2 separate regions of the Pelodiscus sinensis genome follow, and region 2 is linked to region 1. Evidence: chromatin contacts called from public Hi-C data. All regions are on one chromosome and are shown on one strand. The core of a region is the stretch at or near the end of the contact, and the rest is flanking DNA. Distances in the headings are between cores, read along the strand shown. Region 1 holds the start of LOC102461683 (potassium channel, subfamily K, member 16-like). Region 2 holds the start of GPR135 (G protein-coupled receptor 135).

The links. A called contact is a pair of places that touch in the nucleus more often than the background predicts.
Region 2: a contact with region 1 is called in a Hi-C map of liver, with 3 times the contacts expected there. The contact joins the promoter of GPR135 here to the promoter of LOC102461683 in region 1. A contact is called at or near these places in 3 of 5 Hi-C or Micro-C datasets (liver and an unstated tissue).

What each region holds. Positions count from the first base shown.
Region 1 is chr4:11,998,171-12,002,554 of ASM4963464v1, forward strand. LOC102461683 (potassium channel, subfamily K, member 16-like) reads right to left here and starts at 2,256. Exons shown (of 7, transcript XM_006135254.4): 1 at 2,141-2,256.
Region 2 is chr4:12,282,061-12,286,708 of ASM4963464v1, forward strand. GPR135 (G protein-coupled receptor 135) reads right to left here and starts at 2,851. Exons shown (of 1, transcript XM_075926325.1): 1 at 1-2,851. The coding sequence starts at 2,723. The coding sequence ends at 1,491.

The DNA of each region.
Region 1 (4,384 bases), core at 1,006-3,505:
GGAGGCACGGGGAGGGGGCAGGACAGGAAGAGGCAGGGGAAGTGTGAGGCCTTGGAAGGGATGAAGTGGGGTCAGGGCCTCAGGGCAGAGCTGGGATGGAGCATGCAGATGAAGAAGAAAGTCAATGCCCATGCAAGGCTCTATCACTTGAGCTAAACGAGGTATTCCTTCAACTGGCAGCAGTAACGGGCTGTTGCTGTCTATGGAACCACTATTGGAGGGGGACATGACACGCACCTGGCCCCCTGGGTTCCATACTGGGACCCGCCCTGTGTTCACACAGAGCTCCTGACCATCTCCCCATGTTTCCTCGGAGAACCAGCCAGCGCCAGGGTCTCCACTCAGCCGTTGGATGATAGCTGAGTCAGGCCTCCTCAGAAACACAATCTCCAGCCCGTCCCAGCTGCGCAGCCTTGCCAGCAGCGAGTTCCTACGTCAGTGACCTCACAAAGGCCTAGGGGCAGGTGAACAGCCCCCACAGATACCCCAGGGGGAAGGAGGCAGTAGTCCAGTCCCCAGAGCAGTGGGCTTCATGGGATGCCTCAAATTCCCCTGCTGCTCTGTGTGTCTTGTTCACACATAAGACTTTGAATTATATCCCACCAAACCCTTCTAATCTCTGTTGTGCAGCACCCTCCTCTGTGTTTTATCCCACACAACTACAAGATGTCGCAGCCCCATACGTAGACATCCACACCGACTCACGGCCGCGTGCCCCCTGCCGCATCCTTTGCGTTCGACTGAGTGCCGCGTGAAGGGTGTGGCCACACTGCTGTACGAACTCAGGCTTAAGCCCAACCATCCACACCCCCATCTTTCTGACTGGGTCAGAAAGCCCTGCAGATCTGGGCCCGTGGACCCACCTTGAAGTAGGTCCAAGCCCTGTCATTTTGCAACTCAAGTCGCAGACCCCATGCCAGGAGGTTTAATGCCATGTGGCTGTGTTCGCATCACACCCAGGTCCAGCTATGGCAAGGCCAGGTTTACAGTGCGCTGTGAATGCCTGGCAACAGGTGTGGCAGCTCCCATTGTTCCAGATTAACAATGCAGCCTAGACATCCCCGAGCCCTGCGTCTCAGGGTGTCGAGATGGTCTCATTGCACTTCGCTTCACAGTCCTCTGTTTTGTATCTCCCCAGCGAGAGGCAGCAGGGCCTTGCCGCTCCTATAGACAGCTCTTCCTGTTAAAAACCTATCTGGGGACCCATGTTCCACCTCACACCCTGTTCTGGTCTAGTGGGTGTTCTGGGCAGTCATGGAGGAGAAGTTGGTAGAAGAAACCAACTTTAGTATAGCTCTGATTCAATACCTTCAGCCCATGCCTAGGTCTATCCTGCTTCAGCAACACATTTAAACAGGAGTTTAGCTTTAAAATGTGCTGGTATACTTTTGCACTCAGCACATACTTCAGTTCTTTGTTGAATCAGTGTCTATGGGCCCAATTCTAGACATTATCCAGGCAAAACGCCTGTTGATTTCAGCACAAATCTCTCTCTCTGTCCTTCTCTCTCCCCGTCCCGTCTCTCGGTAGATCAGACCCACAATATTCTAGTCTAGAAGCTGTTTTTAAGGTTTGGAAAGTACTCCAGCGAGGATTGAATAACGGTTTATTCACTTAACTCATTCAGCCAGGAGTTCTCTACAGTGCCAGTGATGTCACCCCAACAGTTTACTTTAGACCTATTGTTTCTTAATGCATTTCAATCCCATCCTAGCACTGCACCCTAAAGATAGTGTAATATTAGCTGAAGGACAAAATTAGCTGCTAATCCTGCTGCTGCTATTATTGGCTGGCAAAGCAGTATTCCCATGGCACATGATTGATTCATAAGTAGTGATCTGGAAAACAAGATTTCCAAAGTCAAAAGTGTGATGATTTGCTTCTCCCAGCAGCATTGTCTGTAAAGCCCGACAGCTGAGCACTGTGGAGAGCTTGGCTTCCTCTTTTAGTACTTTCTCACCTGCTGCTTGTCACACCCTGAATTAACTGACCCTCTCTATACAGCTGGCTCATTTCCTCTCCCCTTCACCGCCCCTCCACCCCATCCCCAGCAGCCAGTGGGGCGACCCATCTGTTATAAAGCAAGGTAGAATTGGTATTTCACTGAGCCTCACAGCCTTCTGTACAGGCACACACTCACCGTTCCTCTCCCTGTGTCCAAAGCTGCCCACTTGCCCAGGTCCCTATGTTACACTCACAGCACCTCCCCTTCTGTCTGACAGCTGGGCTACTGCCTTTGTATTAGGTGGGAGCTGCTTAGCTGCACCATGGCCTCTATGAGGTCACTGATATAGTCACCCCCTGTATTTGGTGGGACTGCTTAGCTGCCCCCCTAGGTCTCTGTGAGGTCATTGATACACTCCCCTCTGTTTACCAGCCCCAGGGCCTCATAAGTCCCTGGTGTGACCAGACTGGTGTCCCTTTGCACTCTTATGGCAGATAAGCTCAGATTCCCTTAGAGAAAGGTTAAAGGCCACTGTACTACGATCGGTTAGCACACACTTATGCATGTAGCGTCTATTGACTTCAGAAGGACCACGCACATACGTTACGTGTCACCAGCATAAGTAAAGGATGTGGAATTGTTCTGAGAGAGTCCGAATCTGTCCCCACCAAAGTCATTGAGAGTCCCTGAAGGCAGGCATTATATTTGGACAGCAGAGATAAGGAAAGGACAGAAGAGACTTTGGTTAACCCAACACATCCTTACAGATGGTGCAAATGAAATTGCTCAGTCTTAGATTTACAACCTGGATCTCTCAATGTGCCCAGCTCTTTGGCTGCTGCCTTAAAAATCATAAAAGTAAATAAGCCACTGATGAAGGCTTTAAGTATACCAGCCAGCTCTGCTCTCCAAAGCCCAGTGTTTTCAGAGAGTGAGTTTGAAAAATGCCCATTTTTCACAAATTAATGCTGGGTGACGTCCTTCCTTTCATTAAAAGTTTCTTTCTACACTCAGACTCTGTGCCTGTGTAACCCATAGACCTAGTGTGGTTCACTGTCCCATGTAGTGACACTTAGACCACTTACAGCGAGGGATAAGAACAAGGGAGCTCTACAGCCTAAGTTGGGATCCAGCTGGCTTCATAGCTCAAAATGTAGCGGCTACTACACTAGGTTCCAGGTTCAGATCTACCTGGTGACAGCTATACGTGGGAAAGGGGAAGTATTGCCTTTTGTCTGGAAATGGGTGACAGGAGAGAGATCACTTGATCGTTACCTGTTGTGTTCCCTCCCTCTGGGGCATCTGGCATTGGCCACTGTCGGCAGACAGGATACTGGGTTGGATGGACCTTTGGTCTGACCCAGTATGGCCATTCTTAACCGTGCCCTAGGGGTGGTGTGTGATTGTCCCAGGCTGCTGAGAGGGGCTCCACCTGATGTGTGTTGTATCTTTTCCTCAAGATCAGTTAAATACATTTTCTTGAGGTTTTACTATTGACATAGCAAAGTGCCTTGGTCTGAGGAGTGTTGAACTGAGGTGAAACCAGTGAACTGGGCTGTTCTGTCTCCATGGAGACAGCAGATTGCTGTCCATTTTGGGTGTCCTGGAGATCAGGGACTGGAAACTCGTGTGTAAGAAGGTGAGGTGTGCTAATTGCTAGGCTGCAGAGGGAAAGAGCAGGGCTCAGAGTGGAGCTCTGGTGTTGCCCACAGTTGTTTCCAGCCTGCTGATCCACTGACCTCTCTAATCCTGTTTCCCAAGGCATGAGGCCTCACCCATGTCCTGGTGATCATATCAAGCCAGGCCCACATCAATATTTAGAGAGTTTCCCTTGGTGGTCACAGAGAAAGCTCCTTCCTACTGTGAGTGGTTGTGATTGACCCTAGACACCTCGGTTAACCTTGAAAAGTGTCACCAATGGGTACATAAAAGGGGGTACATTTCTGGAACAAGATGTGTGGTGTTCTGTCTGTGTGCACTAATGGGTAGTTATGTTTGCACTGCCCATTCCATATGCAGCTAACCACTGCTCAGCACAAGGGGGTAGGTTTTGCACATGCTGCTGCCTGGTGTGCCCCCAGGATGCACATTTGAACCTTTTAGGTATGATGTGTGTGTGTGTGTGAGAGAGAGAGAGAGAGAGAGCATGTTTAGACTGGGCTTTTCTAAAGCTTTTGGGTGCTCTTTGTAAATTCCATCCTTAAGGCTTTGGGCACAGGCTGTGGTATTACCTTTGTACCCTGGGGACAGGGCTGGTATCATGAGTCAGGTTTCACAAATCAGGAGAATGGCTTAAAATCATAAGATTAAAAAAAGTCCATGTGTTTCCTAGCGTCTGAGCTTTCTGAGTGCAGGGGGCTCATAGTTTCAAGCATTTCTCTGCAAACATGGTGGCTAGAAATGAACCTTTTTAAAAATGAAAGCTCAGGCCAGGGCTAC
Region 2 (4,648 bases), core at 1,601-4,100, 280 kb after region 1:
ATTTATTTCATGTCTCATTTACAAAATAATATGTACATCCACTTGAGTCACAGTTGGAAAATTTGATAAAACATTATAATTTAATACTGTACAAGAAAAATACTGGCTATTTCTTCACATTTAAATTCGGCGCAGGTAACAGAAGACCTGAATCCCATTTCCAATTAAAATTTAAGGCTTTGAGATCCTGAACCTCTGAGGAAAATTAATTCATAAATCCCGAGATTAGCTTGGCTGTGCAGCAGCATTTCATGTGAATTGTTTTCAACGATTTGTGCTCTCTCTTTTCAGAGGATACCCATATTGGCAATCAAAGCTGTTTTTACAAACATCATTAAATTCTAATGGATCAAGTATGTTATGCAGTCATCAGGATAACATCTACTATTCCAATCATCCAGTTGTGCACCCAGAAATACAAACTAGACTCATCACATTGCTTTCTCTCTCCTTCAACAGAATACCTGCCTCTCCCCAGTGGCTACATTAAAGTGCTACATTGTCCTGCATTTTGCCTCTCCCCAGTGGCTCTCATTACTATGTTCAAAGGTTGTTAGATTAAATTAGGTATTTTTGTCCACCTCAACCAGGAACTTCACAAACTGAATGATGCCACATATATTCCTAACCCACATTTTATGCTTTCTTCAGTTTGCTCTGGCTCAGAATACAGTACTGCACTCCCATTTCTGGGAATCTCCTGGTTGTAATCCTTCACGCTGAATGTACATACTGAAAGGAAACTATCACAAATTTCATGGAGCTTTAAGCTTCATTCTTCTCCTCTGTAACGTTGCATATTTTCTTTAAATCTGCAGAGCTCTGCAAGGGATTTTTCTTATGTTTGGAATTTTAAAATGCACTTCAAATGCTTTTGGTGTTGTCAGAATTTCAATATGTCCTACAATCTGAGACATGGTGTATTTCCACATATAATGGGTTAAAACAACTGTCTTCTGCAAAACTGCAATTTTCACAGTGTGGTAAGTTGTATGGAGATGGCAATACTCAGCTTCCAGTCACCCTTTTGTGTGTGTGTGGCACTTAACATCTCCCAGTGGTCAGTTGGCTTGTGGTGTGGTGTTCTTAACTTCCTATTGGCACCCTTTTTGCTCAATTGTGATGCTGCTCACCTGGAGTTAGTTATTATGAGCAGGGTTCCTCTTTTTAGCTCATTCCAGCAGCTCTCCCTGGTCTCTTTCCTGTTGAAAGAGAAAGAGCCAGCATCCCTGTCCCTGGATCCTGCCTGTGCTTCCCCCCACCTGTGCATAACTCACACACCTACTGGCATTAAGAATTGGAGTGCTGGACAAAGTCCCACCAGCTCCTCCAGTAAGGCTCCCTGGATACTACAGATTGCACTTTGCTCAGCCTAGTTTAAATGGCCAAAGCCACAGGTCTCCCGGTTCTTCCCACCGGCAGAGAGCCTGTTCCACAGCTGGAGGCAGCTCGGTGCCAGGCAGCTTTTCCTACCGCTGCCCTCGGCCAGCTCAGAGGCTGGTATCAGCGGTGTCGGATTTGGGCGGCAGCGCAGCCGTGTCGGGCTGGGCATCGCGGCAGAAGAGCACGGCCGGGTTCTTGCAAGCCCACATGGCCACCTCGCCGCCGTTGGCCGGGCTGGAGGAGGAGCGGGTGCTGGCGGCGGGGCCGCTGGGCCGCTGCTGGGCATAGCGCTCCTGGCTTGGCTCGGGCCGCCCGCGGGCCTCCAGGCGCTGGCCCCGGGCGGCCAGGTAGGCGGCCACGTTGTTCCGAGTCCGGTAGCCGCCCTCGCGGCTGCGGCCCAGCAGCATGGAGATGTTGGGGTTGCGGGCGGCGTAGATGAGCGGGTTGATGGCGCCGTTGGCCCAGGCCAGCCAGCTGGCCACGGCGTCCACGCTGGGCGAGAAGGGCAGGTGGCCGGCGGCGGCCGCCAGCCCCAGGACGCAGTAGGGCCCCCAGCAGCAGATGATGGAGACGATCATGATGAGCACGGTGGTGGCGGTGCGCATCTCGCCGTAGCAGCGCAGCAGGTGGCCGTAGGTGGTGAGCGGCCGCACCCGGCTCTCGGAGAGGCGCACGGCGCGGCAGATGTTGTAGTGGCAGAAGCACATGAGGGCGAAGGGCAGCAGGTAGCAGAGCACGATGAGCGCCGCGCTGTAGGGCGGGCCCAGCCGCGACGAGCCCCCGGGCAGCAGCACGTAGGTGCAGCGGGCCCCGCCCGCCCGCTCGCCCCCCGCCGCCTGGGCCAGCAGGTACCAGGGGGCGGCGAAGCCCAGCGCCGCCAGCCAGACGGCGGCCAGCAGCTGGGCGGCGCGGCGGCGGCCCATCTTGCGGCGGGGCTGGCGCACGATGGCGCAGTAGCGGTCGAAGGAGAGCAGCGCCATGGTGAGGGTGGCGGCGATGCCCAGGCCGGCGTGCAGGGCGGCGCTGGCCAGGCAGAGGCGCTGGCCGGCGAGCCAGGCGCCGCGCGGCTGGCTCAGCAGGCGCAGGAAGGCGAGCGGCAGGCAGAGCAGCGCGCCCAGCAGCTCGGAGAGGGACAGCGACAGCACGAAGGCGTTGGTGACGGTGCGCAGCTGCCGGTGCCGGGCGATCACCAGCACCACGGCCCCGTTGCCCAGCGCCGACAGGGCGAAGATCAGCGCCAGCAGCAGCGCCTGCGAGGCCAGCGCCGCGCCCGACCAGCCCGGCTCCTCCGCCTGGCCGCCGCTCTCATTGCGCCCCGCGCTCGCCGACGGCGGCTCCATGGGCAGCCAGCATCGCCTTGCGCGGCCGAGGCTGCCCGTGTCCGGGGAGCCGCGGCGCCGCCTGCTGCTCCCCGCCCGGCCGGGCAGGCTCTGAGCGCCGCCGCCGACCGCCCGCGCCCCCTGCTGCGTGCGGCCTTCGGGGGCTCCGCGAGCCGCTGACGTCTCCAGACCGTTGCCCAGGGAACCGCGTCCGGCCTCGCCGATTGCGCACACGGGGCCCGGCCAGAGCCAGGGGCGACCCCCGCGTTGCTTAGACCCCCCCCTCCCCTGGCCGCGCAGACTCTCCGACAGAGTGACCCCCACACACCAAGAGTGGCACACCCCCACTCCAACAGTGACACACACCCTGACACACCCCCACTCCAACAGTGACACACACCCTGACACACCTCCACTCCAACAGTGACACCCCCCACTCCAACAGTGACACACACCCTGACACACCTCCACTCCAACAGTGACACCCCCCACTCCAACAGTGACACACACACACACCTCCACTCCAACAGTGACACACACCCTGACACACCCCCACTCCAACACAGTGACACACCCCACGCCAACAGTGACACACACACACACCCACTTCAACAGTGACACACACACCCCACTCCAACAGTGACACACACCCTGACACACCCCCACTCCAACACAGTGACACCCCCCACTTCAACAGTGACACACACACACCCCCACTCCAACAGTGACACACACCCCACTCCAACAGTGACACACACCCTGACACACCCCCCACTCCAACACAGTGACACCCCCCACTTCAACAGTGACACACACACCCCCACTTCAACAGTGACACACACACACACCCACTCCAACAGTGACACACACCCCACTCCAACAGTGACACACACCCGCACTCCAACAGCGACACACCCCACTCCAACAGTGACACACACACACCCTGACACACCCCCACGCCAACACAGTGACACACACACACACCCTGACACACCCCCACTCCAACACAGTGACTGACACACACCCCACGCCAACAGTGACACACCCTGACACACCCCCACTTCAACAGTGACACACACACACGCCGACGTACACCCCCCCTCCAACAGTGACACACGCACACACACACCCTGACACTCCTCCACGCCAACAGTGACACACACACCCCCGACACCCCCCACTCCAACAGAGTGACACCCTCCCCCACTCCAACAGAATCTCACACACACCCTCACCCCAAGAGCGATACCCTCCACTCCAACAGGGCCCCCCCCCACTCCAACAGACTGATTGACACCCCCCCACCCCAAGAGAGTAACACCCTCCACTCCAACAGGGCCACGCACACCCCAGATACACTCCACCCCAACAGTGTGAAATACCCTCAACCCGACCACCCTCACACCCCAAAAGTGACACACATACCCTTGACACCTCCCACCCCAACAGAGTGACACACACCATGAAACCCCCTCACCCCACCCCCATGCCAACAGAGTGATCAGTTCTTGCCCCCTTTTCTCAGCAGTCAGATTTTCCAACCCATTTAGCATTTTTTTTGTCATTCTCCTCTGGCCTTTCTCCAGTTAGTTGACATCATTCTTGAAATACAGACCCCCCCCCCCCCCAAAAAAAAACCTGAACACAGTAGGCCAGCTGGGGCTTCACCCATGTCACATGTAGCAGAAAAGTCATTGCCCGGGTCTTAGATATGACACACCTGATAACATCCCTATAATCCTATAGCCCAGTGGATGGAGCATTCACATTCAAGCTCTGGCTCTCAATCTGCCAGTGCTCTAAAAACTGGCCTCTTGTGTATAGGAGAAGGCTTGGACACCAGGGCTATGTTTACTCTGGCAGGTTCTTGCGCAAGAGCCCACAGAGCATCCACACTACCTGCCCGCTCTTGCACAAGAATATTTACAGTACAGCAGCAGAAGATG